Regions from separate parts of the Anser cygnoides genome. Here all the other regions are linked to region 3. A link is a contact called in public Hi-C data. All regions are on one chromosome and are shown on one strand. Each heading gives the region's core, a stretch centred on a gene start, on an enhancer-like site or on the middle of the called end of the contact. The rest is flanking DNA. Distances are from core to core; before and after follow the strand shown. Region 1 holds the start of FASTKD5 (FAST kinase domains 5). Region 2 holds the start of DDRGK1 (DDRGK domain containing 1). Region 3 has its middle 14 kb from the start of LZTS3.

Evidence for each region. A called contact is a pair of places that touch in the nucleus more often than the background predicts.
Region 1: a Hi-C map of liver shows a contact between it and region 3, with 2.5 times the contacts expected there. The contact joins the promoter of FASTKD5 here to the enhancer-like site in region 3. A contact is called at or near these places in 3 of 7 Hi-C or Micro-C datasets (all in liver).
Region 2: a Hi-C map of liver shows a contact between it and region 3, with 4 times the contacts expected there. The contact joins the promoter of DDRGK1 here to the enhancer-like site in region 3. A contact is called at or near these places in 2 of 7 Hi-C or Micro-C datasets (both in liver).

What each region holds. Positions count from the first base shown.
Region 1 is chr4:3,015,620-3,020,156 of Taihu_goose_T2T_genome, reverse strand. It overlaps FASTKD5 (FAST kinase domains 5), which reads right to left and starts at 2,979. Exons shown (of 4, transcript XM_048059802.2): 1 at 2,956-2,979; 2 at 1-1,229. The coding sequence starts at 1,190. It overlaps UBOX5 (U-box domain containing 5), which reads right to left and starts at 3,717. Exons shown (of 5, transcript XM_066997080.1): 1 at 3,595-3,717.
Region 2 is chr4:2,914,273-2,919,065 of Taihu_goose_T2T_genome, reverse strand. DDRGK1 (DDRGK domain containing 1) reads right to left here and starts at 2,274. Exons shown (of 9, transcript XM_066997071.1): 1 at 2,119-2,274. The coding sequence starts at 2,242.
Region 3 is chr4:2,962,454-2,967,100 of Taihu_goose_T2T_genome, reverse strand. No RefSeq gene overlaps it. Among named protein-coding and RNA genes, the nearest start is that of LZTS3, 14 kb to the left of the region's middle. Within about 2 kb of position 3,255, at least 2 of the 3 cell types and tissues checked have open chromatin away from gene starts, as enhancers often do. A contact at or near this core is called in liver, where this site is marked.

The sequences.
Region 1 (4,537 bases), core at 1,730-4,229, 53 kb before region 3:
ATTTTAAGCACGTTGACCAAAGCGTAGGTGCTCATCTCCTCCATCCGCGGCGAGACCCTGTCGGCGATCCTCCTCACGAGGCGGTCGGAGACGGCGCTGAGGGACTTGAAGAGCCCCAGGCAAATGGCTCCCACCTCCTCCAGGGTGCACGAGTCCAGGTGCTTCCAGATGACGCCCTCCAGCTTCTGCACCAGGTCCGGGGGGGATTTCCGCCCTTCGCCGATGATGTAAAGGAGCTGGACGAGCTGGGGCAGGGCGAGCTCCGTGCAGCTCCTGCCGGCGTAGCTGAAGAGGATGCCGAGGTAGGAGGGCACGGCGCGCTCCAGGCAGCGCCAGCAGTCGGCCACCAGCAGCAGCTGCTCCAGGCTCATGGCCCAGGCGCGGCGGCAGAAGTCGCGCTCGCAGGCGTCCAGCACGGGGTGGGCGGGCGGGACGCGCAGGCGGACGCAAGCCTTCAAAACCTCGACGAGCTCCGGAGTGCTGAACGACTGGATCCGGTCGACGAGGCAGCAGCACAGGGTGTTGAACCCGGGCTCGGACACCAGCGCCGCGTGGCGCTCCTCGGGCAGGCGGCTCAGCTTCTGGAAACCCTCCGCAAGAGCTGCTGGGCTCCGCAGGCCCCCCTGGGCGGCCACCCTGCGCAGAACCGCCTCGCCTTCTTCCCAAGGGACGGTCTCCAGCGGCTCGAACCTATCGTAGCTGAGGGATTTGTACTCGGGCCGCCCTTGCTGGAACGCGCGCGGGTCCTCCTTGGAGTCATGCAGCTCCCTTTGCTCCCGCTCTGCCTCCCGCTTGGCCCGCGCCAGGGGGTTCCGCCTGCGGGGGGGCTTGGCCAGGGCGCTCCTGGCGGCTGGAAGAACTTGGAAGGACGCAGCAGGGAGCCCCCGGTGCTCCCGAGCGGCGCCAGGGCTGGCGGGAGGGTCACCGAGAGCCCGGCCGCAGCTCCCAGCCCTGCTCCTGGCGTAGGCAGCGGGCTTGTGCAGCACCCTGTAGCCCGGCGGGGTCAGCAGCCGGATGGCGGCAGCGGGTCTGCTCCCGGCGCCGGTGATTTTCGGGTTCTCCTCCTCCTCCTCCTCCTTCCGCGGGCTCTCGCCGCCTCCGCCCTCGGCCTTGCGCGGGGCTGAAGTCAGAACGGCGGCGGTCACCCTGCTCAGCCTCGGGAACCGTCGGCGTACGAGCGCCGTAGCCATGGCTCGCAGCTTGACCGGGCTCTGAACTGCTCCCAGGTACTAAAAAAAGAGGGCAGACGGAGAATGAGTGGCTTCCGCCGGGCACGCGGCGCTCGTTACCTACTCCTTTACGCCGCCCGGAGCCGGGTGACTCCAGCGCCTCCCCCAGAGAGCTGCTGTTCCCCCGGGGAGGCCGCGGGGCAGCCGCTACCGAGCGCACACCGCGCGGGGCAGTGCCAGCACCCAGGCGACCCGAGACACACCCGGAGAGGCCAAACCAGCGGGCGGGCACCACCAGCTACAAGGAATCTGGCGGAGATTGTGGGAACTCAGGGAAAAAATCCTCTCTTTGTCGCTTTGTAAGAGAGCCCGACCGCTTTTCTTTCGTTTTAAGCAATGAACACGTATTTCTGTGATGCGGAGACAGCTTCAAAAGGCTTGACGTACCCAAACGGAGCACTCTGCTCCTTCAGTCGGCGCCGTGAAGCGCCGGCCAGCACCCGCAGGGCTGTGCGAACGCCCACGGTGCCGCTCCGCTCATCGCACGGGGGCACCCGGGGGCTGTGAGGCTCCAAAACTCGCCCGCGGCGGGGCAGCCGGTGCTCAGGAAGGAGAAACGCGGAGCAAAGCGGGGGACGAAGCGGGGCAGAGGCACCGCAAATCGTCACAGGGCGCCGCAGCCCCGGGGGCAAGAACTAGGAGAAAAGCCTCGCCCTCCGGGCACGGGAGCGTTTCCCGGATTTGGGGAACGGAAAGAGACCTCTGTGGAAGAGACCTGTTATGGAGCCCTCCCTGCAGGCTGCGAGGAGAGGCGCCGGGCACGCGCTCCCAGTGGGGACTTCTCGGCTTCTTCCCTCCTCGCTGCTGCCGCACGGCTGCGCCTCGGCCAAACGGGGCACGGAGGAGGACGGGGGGGGGGGGGGGCGGTGTGTTTTTAGGGCGGCTGGTAAATAACCAGCAGGCTTCGTGAGACACCCGCTAGGCACTGATCGTGCTGGGCACCTCAGGGCGAGGCAGCTGCTGGGTGCGGGGCGGGCTCTGCCCAGCCCTGTGGCTGTGCCCCCCACCCCCAGCAGCCTGCCTTACGGCTGCAAAAGAGCTCTGGATTTCAAAGCTCTCCCTGTTCGGCGCATATAAATGTCTGATTATATTTAATTTCCATCCCCGCTGGCTACGGCGGCCAGCTGGAGCCGCCTGGAGGCGGCACGACGCGTGGAGCCCAGCAGCCCTGCGCAGGCTGCGAGCCCCTGGCTGGGGAAGGAGACCCCCGGGGAAAGAGACCCCGACCCCTCCAGCACCACCGGCTCCCCCAGCCCCTCGTGGGGGGGCTGCAGAGCTCATCTTGGACGAGAGGGGGGGGGGGGGTTTATCTGGCTGAGGCTCTCTGCTCTGACTCCGTGCTGCACACCCTCTGTTCGTTCTGCTGTCCCCGAGGGGTGGGCAAGCAGCACGGAGAGACACGCCGCTTCTTTAGGCCACGTCCCGTCTGCTGCCGGGGGGGCGATCCGAGCCTACCCGCAGCGCCCAGAGCTCCGCTGCTACCCAAAACGCTCTTCCCGGGACAGACAGCCCTGCTTCCGCGGCAGGGAACCAATGTCCCCGGTGTCTGCACGCCGCGGGTGGGCAGCGCCTGCCGCTCGGGGTGCGCCCCCGCAGCTCTGCGCTAAGCTCCGTGACGCCTCTGGGGAGATATCCCGTAAGGAGGGATATTTCTCTCCCCTCCCGTTCCTGCGCCCAGCAGCACGAGCACGCGGAGAGCACAGCGGGGCCACCGTACTTCCAGCACCTTAGAAAAAAAACAGGTGAGGGGCTTTTACCCATCTCCACACCTAAACCTTGATGTTTCGAGCTCCTGCAGCGCTCCTCCAGCCCGGCCCACCTCTCCGACCTGCTTCCCTGCCGCCCGCAGCGAGCAGCAGGTTTTTTGCTTTTTTTTTTTTTTTCTCCTAATCCTCACAGCGCTCTCCTAACGCTGTGCTCTTCTGGGTTAGGCGTGCCCGGGCTCCTTCCCATCTCTCCGCGCGGACCTTGTTAAAAAAAAAAACAAAAAAAATACAAAAAAAAACGCCCTTACCGTGTGGTAACTGAGGGTGGAGGAGGCCTCAGAGACCACCCAGTGCAACCGCCCCCCTACCGCTGTCGCCCACCGAACCACGTCCCCAGGCACCACGTCCAACCTCTCCCCGAACACCCCCAGGACGGGGACTCCCCCCCCTCCCTGTCACCCCGTCCCCGCACCTGACCGCCCTTTCTGACAGAAATGTCTCCTCATTCCCCACCTGAACCTCCCCCGGCGCAACTTGAGGCCGTTCCCTCCGGTCCTATCGCCGGTTACCTGTGAGAAGAGGCCGCCCCCCAGCTCCCCCCAGCTCCCCGTCAGCAGCGAGGCCTCCCCCGGGCCTCCCCGCCCCCCCCCCCCACTCACCGGGCCCGGCGCTGCCGCCGCCGCCGCCGGCTCCGGCCCTGCCGCCCCCCGCCGCCGCTTCCGGGTGCCCGCCGGTGACGCACTTCCGGCCTACGGGAGCCGAGCGGGGAAAGGGGGGGGGGGGGGGATTGAAGTGAGGCCGGTAGGGGGCGTGCGGGCAGCGTCACGTGGGGTGGGGTCACGTGACAAGATGCTCGGCGCCTCGGTGTGGCGCCCTGTGGTGCCTCGGGGGGGCGCCGCCATCTTGGGGCGGCCTGAGGTGGTAGTCACAAAAGCGCAGAATGACGGAGTCACAGAAACGTAGAACGGCCCGAGTTCAAAGAGTCACAAAATCCGAGCCCTCCGAGCTCATCTGGTCCAACCCTGCCGCCGCTGTCACCCACCGAACCACGTCCCCAGGCACCACGTCCAACCTTCCCTTGAACACCCCCAAGGACGGTGACACCGCCACCTCCCTGTCACCCCGTCCCTACACCTGACCGCTCTTTCTGAGAAGAAATGTCTCCTCATTCCCCACCTGAACCTTCCCCTGGCACAACTTGAGGCCATTCCCTCTCATCTTATCACTGGTTAGCTGTGAGAAGAGGCCGACCCCCACATTTAGCCTCAGAATCCCAGAATCCCAGAATCATCTAGGTTGGAAGAGACCTCCAAGATCACCGAGTCCAACCTCTGACCTAACACTAACAAGTCCTCCACTAAACCATATCACTAAGCTCTACATCTAAACATCCCTCCTTTATGGTAACCGTAGAGTGAACGCTTGCACAGCCCTTGTTGTACCCCGAGGAATAAGGGCTGGGGACGGCTGTGCCCAGCAGCATCGCCTCCGTCGGCTTGAAGAGATGGACGTGGAGGTGTGCACTGCTCCTCTCTGCTCCCTGAAGCCTCCACCTTTCCCTCCTGCTCCACAATGCCAGGCTGCTCTCCATCCTCAGCGCCA
Region 2 (4,793 bases), core at 1,025-3,524, 47 kb after region 3:
CCAGGGCATGGTCACAACAAGATACGCCACCCGTGTGTTAAGGGCAGCAAGGCTGCGTTTTTTCTGTTCTCAGCAGACAAGCCCAGGCGTGACAGCGCTGGAACCACTGTGCTGCTTGAAATGACCTCTCGCAAGATACACAAAGTTACAGGATATACCTCTTGCCATCATCAGCCTCCCACTTTAGCTAAAGCAGTCTGATCTACAACGCTTTGTAAGAGCAAATCTGTAAGAGAGAGCATAAAGGGTCATCATCACCGTGCAGCCCCAGACATTACGAGGAAAGAGCGAGCTGCCACCCGTTCTCTAGCTCAAACTTCCCTGGTTTCACGTCCTTTCCATGCAATACGACAGGTTTACCAGCAGAACGGTAGCAGCTTCCACTTTCTACATAAGAGATGGGAAAAGGAAAACAAATTCCTGGTTAAGACTGAATTTTGCAAAAATTTAAATACCCCACGGCCCCAGTGGTTTTGAGAAATAATTTCTGTTGTGCAAGGAGAATAAAGTCACCCCCACAAACTGAAATTCTGTGGAGAACTTCAAAAAGATAGAAATCAACACATTCAGGTAGCAAATTTTCGTAAGCCATACAATAAAAATAGGCAAGACCGATTTGGAAGTATCAAAAAGATGCCACTGAAAAAGCAACTTCAAAACAATTATTCTGAATCTAAGCTAATTTTAACCAGGCTGCTCAAAAATAGCATTGAGGCTTCTTGAGAATTCAGATAATTTAAAATGACTGTTTAGCCTTCACTTCAGTTAGAATTCTATACGCTTGAAAAGAAGAGAAGAAGAAATCCTCCCCAGCTTCAAAGCGTCTGATTTGCCCAAGTCACGATACGAGCGAAGCTGAGGAAATAAAACATCGCCAGCAGCCTCATTTCTCTGGGACATTCAGCACTTGCTTTTACCAGAAGCTCTGCTCCAAGTAACCAGAAACCAGACGAAATTTCATCAGTTTCCATGCTGCTGAGAACGAAAGATTTAGAGCAGGTCTGTACAAGAAACAGCGTGAAAGAAATATGCTGGAAACTTTAGTTTTTAATCCGTAAGAACTGGTTTTAACACAAAGTCCTTACCAGCACATGCTCTTGCAGTAGTATGACTATGTTTATACCGTTGGTTTCTTTTTTAACCTTTAAAAAAAAAAAAAAGACAACTATCCATGCTACCTCACCCCCCAAGACAGAACCCAAACACCAAAACCAACCTGAAACAAGCAGAAAACACCCCAAATTCTGGAACTAGCGCTAGTGTATAACCAAAGGCTTCAGTGGCTGTCCTGGCTAAACATCTGAGTACGAGTCCTCAGAGCCAAACAGTTTCTCTTCGTTCCCTCTGGAAATGCAGCCGTGCCGGCGAGCTTACTGAAGAAATATCTGACTTCTTCCCCAGCCCTAAAAGCACAGAGGCTGCTTCCCCCACAGCCCCAGGCCGCCCAGCGATAAATCAGCGGTGTTTGGGAGCCTGGAAGTGCTGCATCATCCCGTCCCCACAGCGTGGGGCTGGCTGGGGAATGGGGCAAATTCTGCAAAATCTGGGTAACGCTGGCTGGGTGTGAGGCAGGACGGGAGGCCCTGCGGGTGTGTGAGAGGAATATTGACTCCACGCTTGGCTGGACGCTTGGCAGGGTGCTCCAGGAGATCCCAGGGGATAAAACAGCCCACAGGACGAGCTGGGGAGGGATCCTATGGAAACCTTTTCCCCTCAGAGGTCTCAAAAGGAGCTCGCCAGGCTCTGAGGGGGGAACCCCAACACACTTCAACGCCGCCCCCAACGGTCCAACAGGGAGCAGCGGGGCCGAGCCGCCAGCAGGGGCTCCCTACAGGGGGGCTCCATGCGGGGGTAGAGCCTCGGGGGGCCGCGGGATCCCAGGGGATCCCCGGGGATCCCCAATAGATCCCCCCCCCCCCCCCTTCCCTCAGGGGAAGGCCTGAGGTGAGGCGCTTCCCCCCCCTCACGGTCGCCATGGAGACGCCCCCCTCCCCTCCCGGCGGGAGCAGGGCCCGAAGGGGACCGGGCCCCCCGCAACGGGGCGGGGAAGGCGGGGGGGGAGGGAACCGGAGAGGCCCCGGGGCGGGGAGCGGGGGAAGCCCCGGAGCCGAGACCCACCTGCCCCGGGCCGGCGGCGGAAGCGGGCGGCGAGGAAGAGGAGGGCGGCGAGGAGAGCGGCGGCCGCCGCCAGCAGCAAGGCGTCCATGCCCAGCGCCGGCCCGGCCCGCCCCGACCCGACCATTGCGCCCGTGGGCTGGGGGGGGGGAACGAGGGGAGGGGGGGACGGGACTTGGTACGGGCCGGAGCTAGCGCGGGGCGGGGCCTCGTCAGGGAGGGCCTGAGGTGGAGTCACGGAATCACAGAATAATAAATAAATTAAGTAATAATAAAGGCTGGAAAAGCCCTCCAAGATCGTCTGGTCCAACCATCCTCCTACCACCGCTGTCACCCACTGAACCAAGCACCACGTCCAACCTTCCCTTCAACACCCCCAGGGACGGTGACGCCACCACCTCCCTGTCACCCCATCCCTACGCCTGACCGCTCTTTCTGAGAAGAAATGTCTCCTCATTTCCCACCTGAACCTCCCCCGGCCCAACTTGAGGCCATTCCCTCTAGTCCTATCACTGGTTACCTGTGAGAAGAGGCCGACCCCCAGCTCCCCACACCTTCCTTTCAGGCAGTTGCAGAGAGCAATGAGGTCTGCCCTGAGCCTCCTCCAGACCAAACACCCCCAGTTCCCTCAGCCCCTCCTCACAGGACTTGTGTCCCAGGCCCTTCACCAGCTTTGTAGCCCTTCTCTGGACACCCTCTGGCACCGCGATGTCCTTCTTGTACCTAGGGGCCCAAAACTGAACAGCTCGTGTTCAGGCGAGCATTGACCAACATCCCCAAATCCTTTTCCTCTGCCCCAGGCCTGTAGCGCTGCATGGGGTTGCTGTGGTCAAAGTGCAGGACCCGGCACTTAGCCATGTTGAACCTCATCCCGTTGGCCTCTGCCCGTCGATACAACCTGGTGGTGGCTGCCCTCAGGGTGGGAGGTTTGCGAAGGGAGGTTGTTGGTCCAACCACCCTATTTAACACAAAACTGGCACGTTGCGAGCTGTGCCCAGGCTGCTGCTGGTCACAGAGAGGAAGATGAGGGGAAAAAACTCAAAGTTATGAGGGAAAATCACTTATAAATGAAGGCCTGGCTGTAGGGTACGACTCCCCGCCAACACTGGGGTCACTACTGAGATGTCTCCCTTGTTGTTACACCGGGGTGTAAACTTGCCTTGCACCCCTGAGGAGCTTCTGTCCTCCTTTCGGTGTGGGGGATGTAAGGGAGATGAAATGTGCTCAGGCTGGAGCTGCCTGGCTCTGCAGCGCTGAGGTAGCTGGAGAGATGCCACGGTGATATGGCCTGGACTGAGTCAAGTTTGCAAAAATAGATGCTGACCCTGAACCTGCCCATAGCTACTTGTCTCACGTAGTAAACTGGCTTAATTCAGTAAAACTGCAGAAAACCGGGCTGCCCAGAGGAAACTTTTTTTTTTTTTTTTTTTTTTTTTTTTTTTTCAAGGTCAGGTTTGCATCGATCCCTGCAGAGCTAGTGCTAGCTGGGCGGCCTTTGGCTGTGGCCCAATAACTGCTCTAAGCTCATCCAACGCTGATGTGCAGCCAAATGGAGGATCTGCCTCCTGTCAGTTCCCTTTGCTCTGTGACCATGCAATACTCCAGAGCACGGAATATATTATTTATTTATTTATTTCCTGCATTTGTTTTTTAGCCAGATCAGAACGAGCATCGACATGAGAGATACTGCAGGAACTTGGAGCTGGGGGGTGGAGAGCAAACTTCCCCCCCTGCTTTAGGAAGTCAGCCACTCTTAGACCTGAAACTTTGTTGGGCTCAGCCCCAGTCCTTGCGTGAGCGAGGAGAAGAGTATTTTAGGTTTTACTGGTTTTGACTTGCATTGTGGTTATAGCATTCTGACTGATCCAGCCCCTTCTTGCCTTAGATCACTTTAGTGTAGCCTATTAAAATTATTTGTGGTTGGAGGGATTATGTTTTTTTTTTTTGGGGAAATGTTTTAATGAATTGAAAATGGATATTGAAAACTATTGGACGTCTGGACATAATCAAAAGATCTGTTTGCTAATTAGTTATACTGTGGTCTACAGCACTGACTGCACATCCCATCATGTGCTTGAGATAAATGCAGATCTGTCTGCCACAGAACAACCGGATATTACTAAGAAATTTGGTAACAATATAGAACCAGCGACAGAGCAGGAAGGTCTCCAAAAGAAACTGAACTATAGGCTGAATGTTTTATTGCAAAGCTTTATTTTAATAATAATCTTACAAATCTCATTTTGAAGAACAATGACAGTGCTCCTTTGTTAATGCTCTGCTCAAACTGAGTTCTCTGTGGTCTGTTTCCTTCTTACCAGGTTATTCTGCAACTCACTGTTTGGTCAGAGAGGATGCTTCTTGTAACTTTTGAAGCACTGGGAAAATTGCATCTATACATGATCAGATAAATTACGAGCTACAGCTTTCCTGGTGGTTATCTTCAGTGTATGCTTCAGTGGACGGTTATTTTATATCTTGTATAAGGGTCAGGATTGGTTTTAAAAATAAAAACTGACTGACTGAATGAAAAATGTCTATTTTCCTTCCACACTTTGCCTGCAAAATTGAAAAGTGGAGACTATTTAACGGAAGTTAAAAACCCTGGTATTAGTTATTTTATCTGCAGAATATTTCACTTTTCAGTAGCCAAATGCTGAATAATGTGTAAATCCTGA
Region 3 (4,647 bases), core at 2,006-4,505:
CCATGGGCATGGTGGCCCTGGGACAAAACCGAAGACGAGGGACACTTGTGCGGTGCTTTACAGGGGTCACATCCTGCTGGGGAGGGCGGGGGGGCTCCATTCGGGCTCGCAGAAGCCTCTCGGCAGAGGGGAAGAGGCAGTGCCCACCTCGGAGTGGCACAGCCTGGAGCTGGGCACCCAAACCTCTCCGTTTGCAGACACCTCCCCAAAATGACCCAGCTCCCTCTTTTTATTTTTAGCAGGAGGGGCTGGTCGGGCACGGGATGGGTGCACCCCTTTTCCCTTTTGGGCGAGATCCCATGACTTCACGGATGATCTCCCGATCCTTTTAGAGGGGAAACGAGGAAACGACATCCCCCAGGACGGGACCTGCTAACCCCCAGGCTTTGTTTCGGCCGCCGAAATCTTTCCTTCCCCCCCCCCCCCCCCATCCTCTCCACGCCTTTCCCTTTGCTCGCCGGGAAAGGTCTGGATTTCGGGGGTGGTGGGGGAAGGGATGCTCTCCGCGCCGCCTCTCCTGCCTCCGGTCCTGTCTGCTTGTGGCCGATCCCTTCGCCGAGCAGGGATGATGCTGATGTGGAGAGACACTTGACCATGCTGCGCGGGGAGAGGGCAGCCCCCCGCCAACGCTCCCACTCCTGCGGCCAGAATCGCCCCCGGGGGCTGCTCCCACGGTGGGACCATGGTGGGCACCCCGGTGTCCGTACCCAGCCCTCCGGCGTGGGGTGAGGCTGCCCCGGGGGGTCCCCGAGGTGTGGGGAGTGATGGAGGAGGTGGGTGGCAGGGTGAGGAAGGCGGCCCCGGGTGCCTGCTGGTGAAGATCGACCCCTGGATGGGGCTTGCAGGTTTGGGTGGTGGGCTGGGAGAGACGTAGCCAGCAGCTGAGGGGGAAAGGTGACCCAGCTGGCATCCCCAGCCTCTTCTTCTCCGTCCTCAGCCTCCATTTCTCCATCCCCAGCCCCCATTTCTCCATCCCCAGCCCCCCCTTTCTCCATCACCAGCCTGTCCGTTGCCATCCCCAGCCTCCAATTCTCCACCCCCAGCCTCTCCTTCTCCATCCCCAACCTCCCCTTCTCAATCCTGGCCCCCCCTTCTCCATCCTCAGCCTCCATTTCTCCATCCCCAGCCTTCCCTTCTCCATCCCAGCCTCCTTTTCTCCAACACCAGCCTCCATTTCTCCGTCACCAGCCTCTATTTCTCCATCCTCAGCCACCCCTTCTCCATTCCCAGCCTCCCCTTTGTCATCCCCAGCCTCCAATTCTCCACCCCCAGCCTCTCCTTCTCCATTACAAGCCTCCATTTCTCCATCTCCAGCCCCTCCTCCATCCCCAACCTCCCTTTCTCCATCCCCAGCCTCCCTTTCTCCATCCCCAGCCTCCCCTTCTCCATCCCCAGCCTCTCCTTCTCCATCCCCATCCTCCATCTCTCCATCCCCATCCTCCATTTCTCCATCCCCATCCTCCATTTCTCCATCCCCAGCCTCCCTCTCTCCACCCCCAGCCTCCAGCTCCTCCTGCTCGCCCGGTGCCTGGGAAAGGCTCCCCGCTACCCATCCCATTCTGCTCAGCTGCCAGGGGCTCGATGGGGCTCCCTACAACCCGGCCCTACAGGACCCCGAGCTCTGTGCTGTGGGGCTCTGAACCCTCCGCTTCAAAACCTGGAGCCAGGAGGAGAAAGAGGGCAGCCTCCATATTTCCCCTCTACACCCAAATTCGGGGCATGGTCTGAAAGCAGCGGCTGCAGAAAACAGACCTGATTTCTCACCCCTTTATCGAGAAGACACGGGGCAAGGGACATGACCTAGTTTCCAACGGCAGCACTTCACATTTCCCCTGCAAGGCGAGCCAGCCCGGCTTCCTCTCCCTCCCGCTCCTCAGCCAAGCAGCCGAGGCTGGCCCGCTGCCTTCCCGGGGCTCGTGGGCATGGGATGGAGGGGAAAATGTTATGGGACAGAAGGGAAAATGTTATGGGATGGAGGGGAAAATGTTACGGCCAGCCCTGTCGCTGCCCAGATGTGCTGCCGATTCATCCGGGGAAGCATCTGTTTCCTACTCGCTGTCCCAGTTGGCTGCAGTGGGACGGAGGGATGCCGCTTGGGATAAATGTGGGGAAGGAGCACCCCGTCCCCTGTCCTGAAAGTCCTGGGGCTCCTTGTCGCAAGGTGCTGCTGACTGCAAGTGCCAAAGGTGTCAGGGGATCGTCCGGGCCAGGGCTGGATGGAAAAAAGAGGCATGAGCAGGGTTAGAGAGGGTGTAAATAGGGTTAGGGAGGATGTAAATAGGGTTAGAGGGGATGTAAATAGGGTTAGAGAGGACGTAAATGTGTGCTCGTAAATGTGTGCTCTGGGGTAGGGGAGATGCGGGGGTCAGCTCAGCTGGGTTGAGGCTGGCTGCAGCAATTCGTGGCACCTACACGAGCCTCTCCTTGGGGCTTCTGAGGGCTCCGTCTGGGTTTTCCCCCAGGGCATTTGGGTGGTCACATCGCCGACAAACCCCATGGGGTCACCTCGAGACCGTGCTGGGATCCCCCTGCATCCCCCGTGTGCTGGGGGAACCCCAAACAGGAGCGCTCCTGCGCAGGATACGTGAGCATGGAGGGGCCGAACCTGCCCCTGCATCTCCCCCAGCCCCTTCCCCGTGATATTTCCCCAGTGGTGCAGCTCCGCAAGCCCCCAGCTCGCCAAACGGGACCGCAGAGAGGCGCAGTAAGGGGAAAATCCTCGCATCGCCGTGTTTGAGGCCCAGAGAGGAGATCCGCCAGCCCGAGTGATCCGCCAGCCCCCACAAAGGAACAGGGGACAGCTCTCTATGGGATGCTTCATGTCCTTGTTGGCGTAATCGTGTGGGTATAATTTGATTATCCCTCCCTAGGTGTTTAGCATCACAAAGGGAAAAGCTGCCTCCGAGCTGAGCCACCGCTGTGAGACTGGTCTGGGGGAAAAAGGGTCGGAAACTGGGCTGGGAAGGCTGCAGCGTGGTTTGCAGCACCAAAATATCCCGTGTCAGCACATTGCTGGGTCCCCAGCTCCTGGCTGTGCCTGTATGAGGAAAACAGACTGCTGGCCTTTGGGGTTTTGTGTGCTGGTGTCTGTGAGGATGAGCAAGACCTCGGCCAACCCTCTGAAGAGGGCACCTGGCCAGCTGATGTGCAGCAGATCCCAAATCAGAACTGCTGCATGTGGGGGGAAGCCATAAAAACGTTGAACCTGGGACTAGCAAGAGGGGAAAAAAAAATCCTTTGTGCGTTGGAACTGGTGGGAGGGCTTGTGGGGTGGGATGGTGGGCGTGGGGATGGTGGGCGTGGGGATGGGGTGATGGGCATGGAGATGGGATGCTCGGTGTGGAAATGGGGTTTATGGGCATGGAGATGGGGTTACGGGCATGGAGATGGGGTGCTGGGTGTGGAAATGGGGTGCTGGGTGTGGAAATGGGGTGCCGGACCATCCATGTCCTCCCAGGCTGCCGTGGGGAGGAGGAGGCTTCTTGCAAGGGAGCGAAGGAGACAGCTCGGCGAGGCTCTCAGGACTGCTGGGCTAAGCTGGGGGTTTAGCGCGGGGATAAGCGGCTTTAGGAGCAGCGAACGGGGGAATCACACTCGCAAAAGTCAGCAAGGGAAACCAAACAGTGTCACCGGTTACGTAAGGGATCAGCAAGTCGGTGGCGTTTCAGGCAGCCGCCGCGTGCGCTGCCCCGGGGTAACGCACGGGCGGCTTTTGGCTCGCCCTCATCAGGTCTCGTTAAGGAGCTGGAGGAAGATAAAGGGGACGGTGAGGAAGGTTCAAAGATATGTGACGGGTCCTGATGGAGGAGGACGGAGCGGGGTCTGAATGGGGCTGTAAAATTAGGGGTGGGTAAGGGAGAGCTCTTCGGTGGCCCCTCCATCCATATACCCAGAGCCACTGAGCAGGGCAGGGGCAGGGAGAAAAGGAAGCTCCTCATCACATCCACAGTTAAACCAGGGAATCGTTGCTGCAGGGCATTGCAAATAGTTTACGTGGATCCCAAAACTTCAGGAGGACACAGCTGCTCTCAGAGGTGCTGTGCTGGAAGGACCGTTAGCTGGTGGTCCCTACATGGGTGGTCTTGTAGGATGAACAGGCCACCAGACTGCCCTAATTTGTCCACTCTGGCGCTGTAGGACACACCGCCTCACCTAGCTAGCTGCTGTATTTTGATGTGAAGCCTTTCTGGATAAAGTTCCCCCAGGACATTCCCCACTCTGGTGCCCAGAAGTGAGGACCCCCTGGTGGCTCCCCACCTGCTCCTCCCGGGCGAGAGCCCCTGGATCTGCAGCAGGAGGGGGCATTCAGTCCTGCCCAGGACAGGACAGGCTCAGGAACATCCCAGAGACCATCGGCAGGGCTCGGGGCAGCACCAGCGCCGGTTTCTGCAGGGCTGGAGCCTGGAGCCAGGCAGCAGGACAGCCTGAGGCAAGCCGTCAGCAAAGTTCACCGGCAGCAGCCAGAACAGCGTGTGCTGCAGCCCGTCTCGCCGAGATCCACTCCAAGACACCCCGGGCCTGCCCTCTGTGCTTACCGCTTTTTTTTTTTTTTTTTCTTTTTTTCCTGCTTCTATTGAAAAGATTAATTTCCCCATCTGGAAAGTTTGTGCAAGCGTCAGCCGCGGCTGTTGCATCACGGCGCTGTTT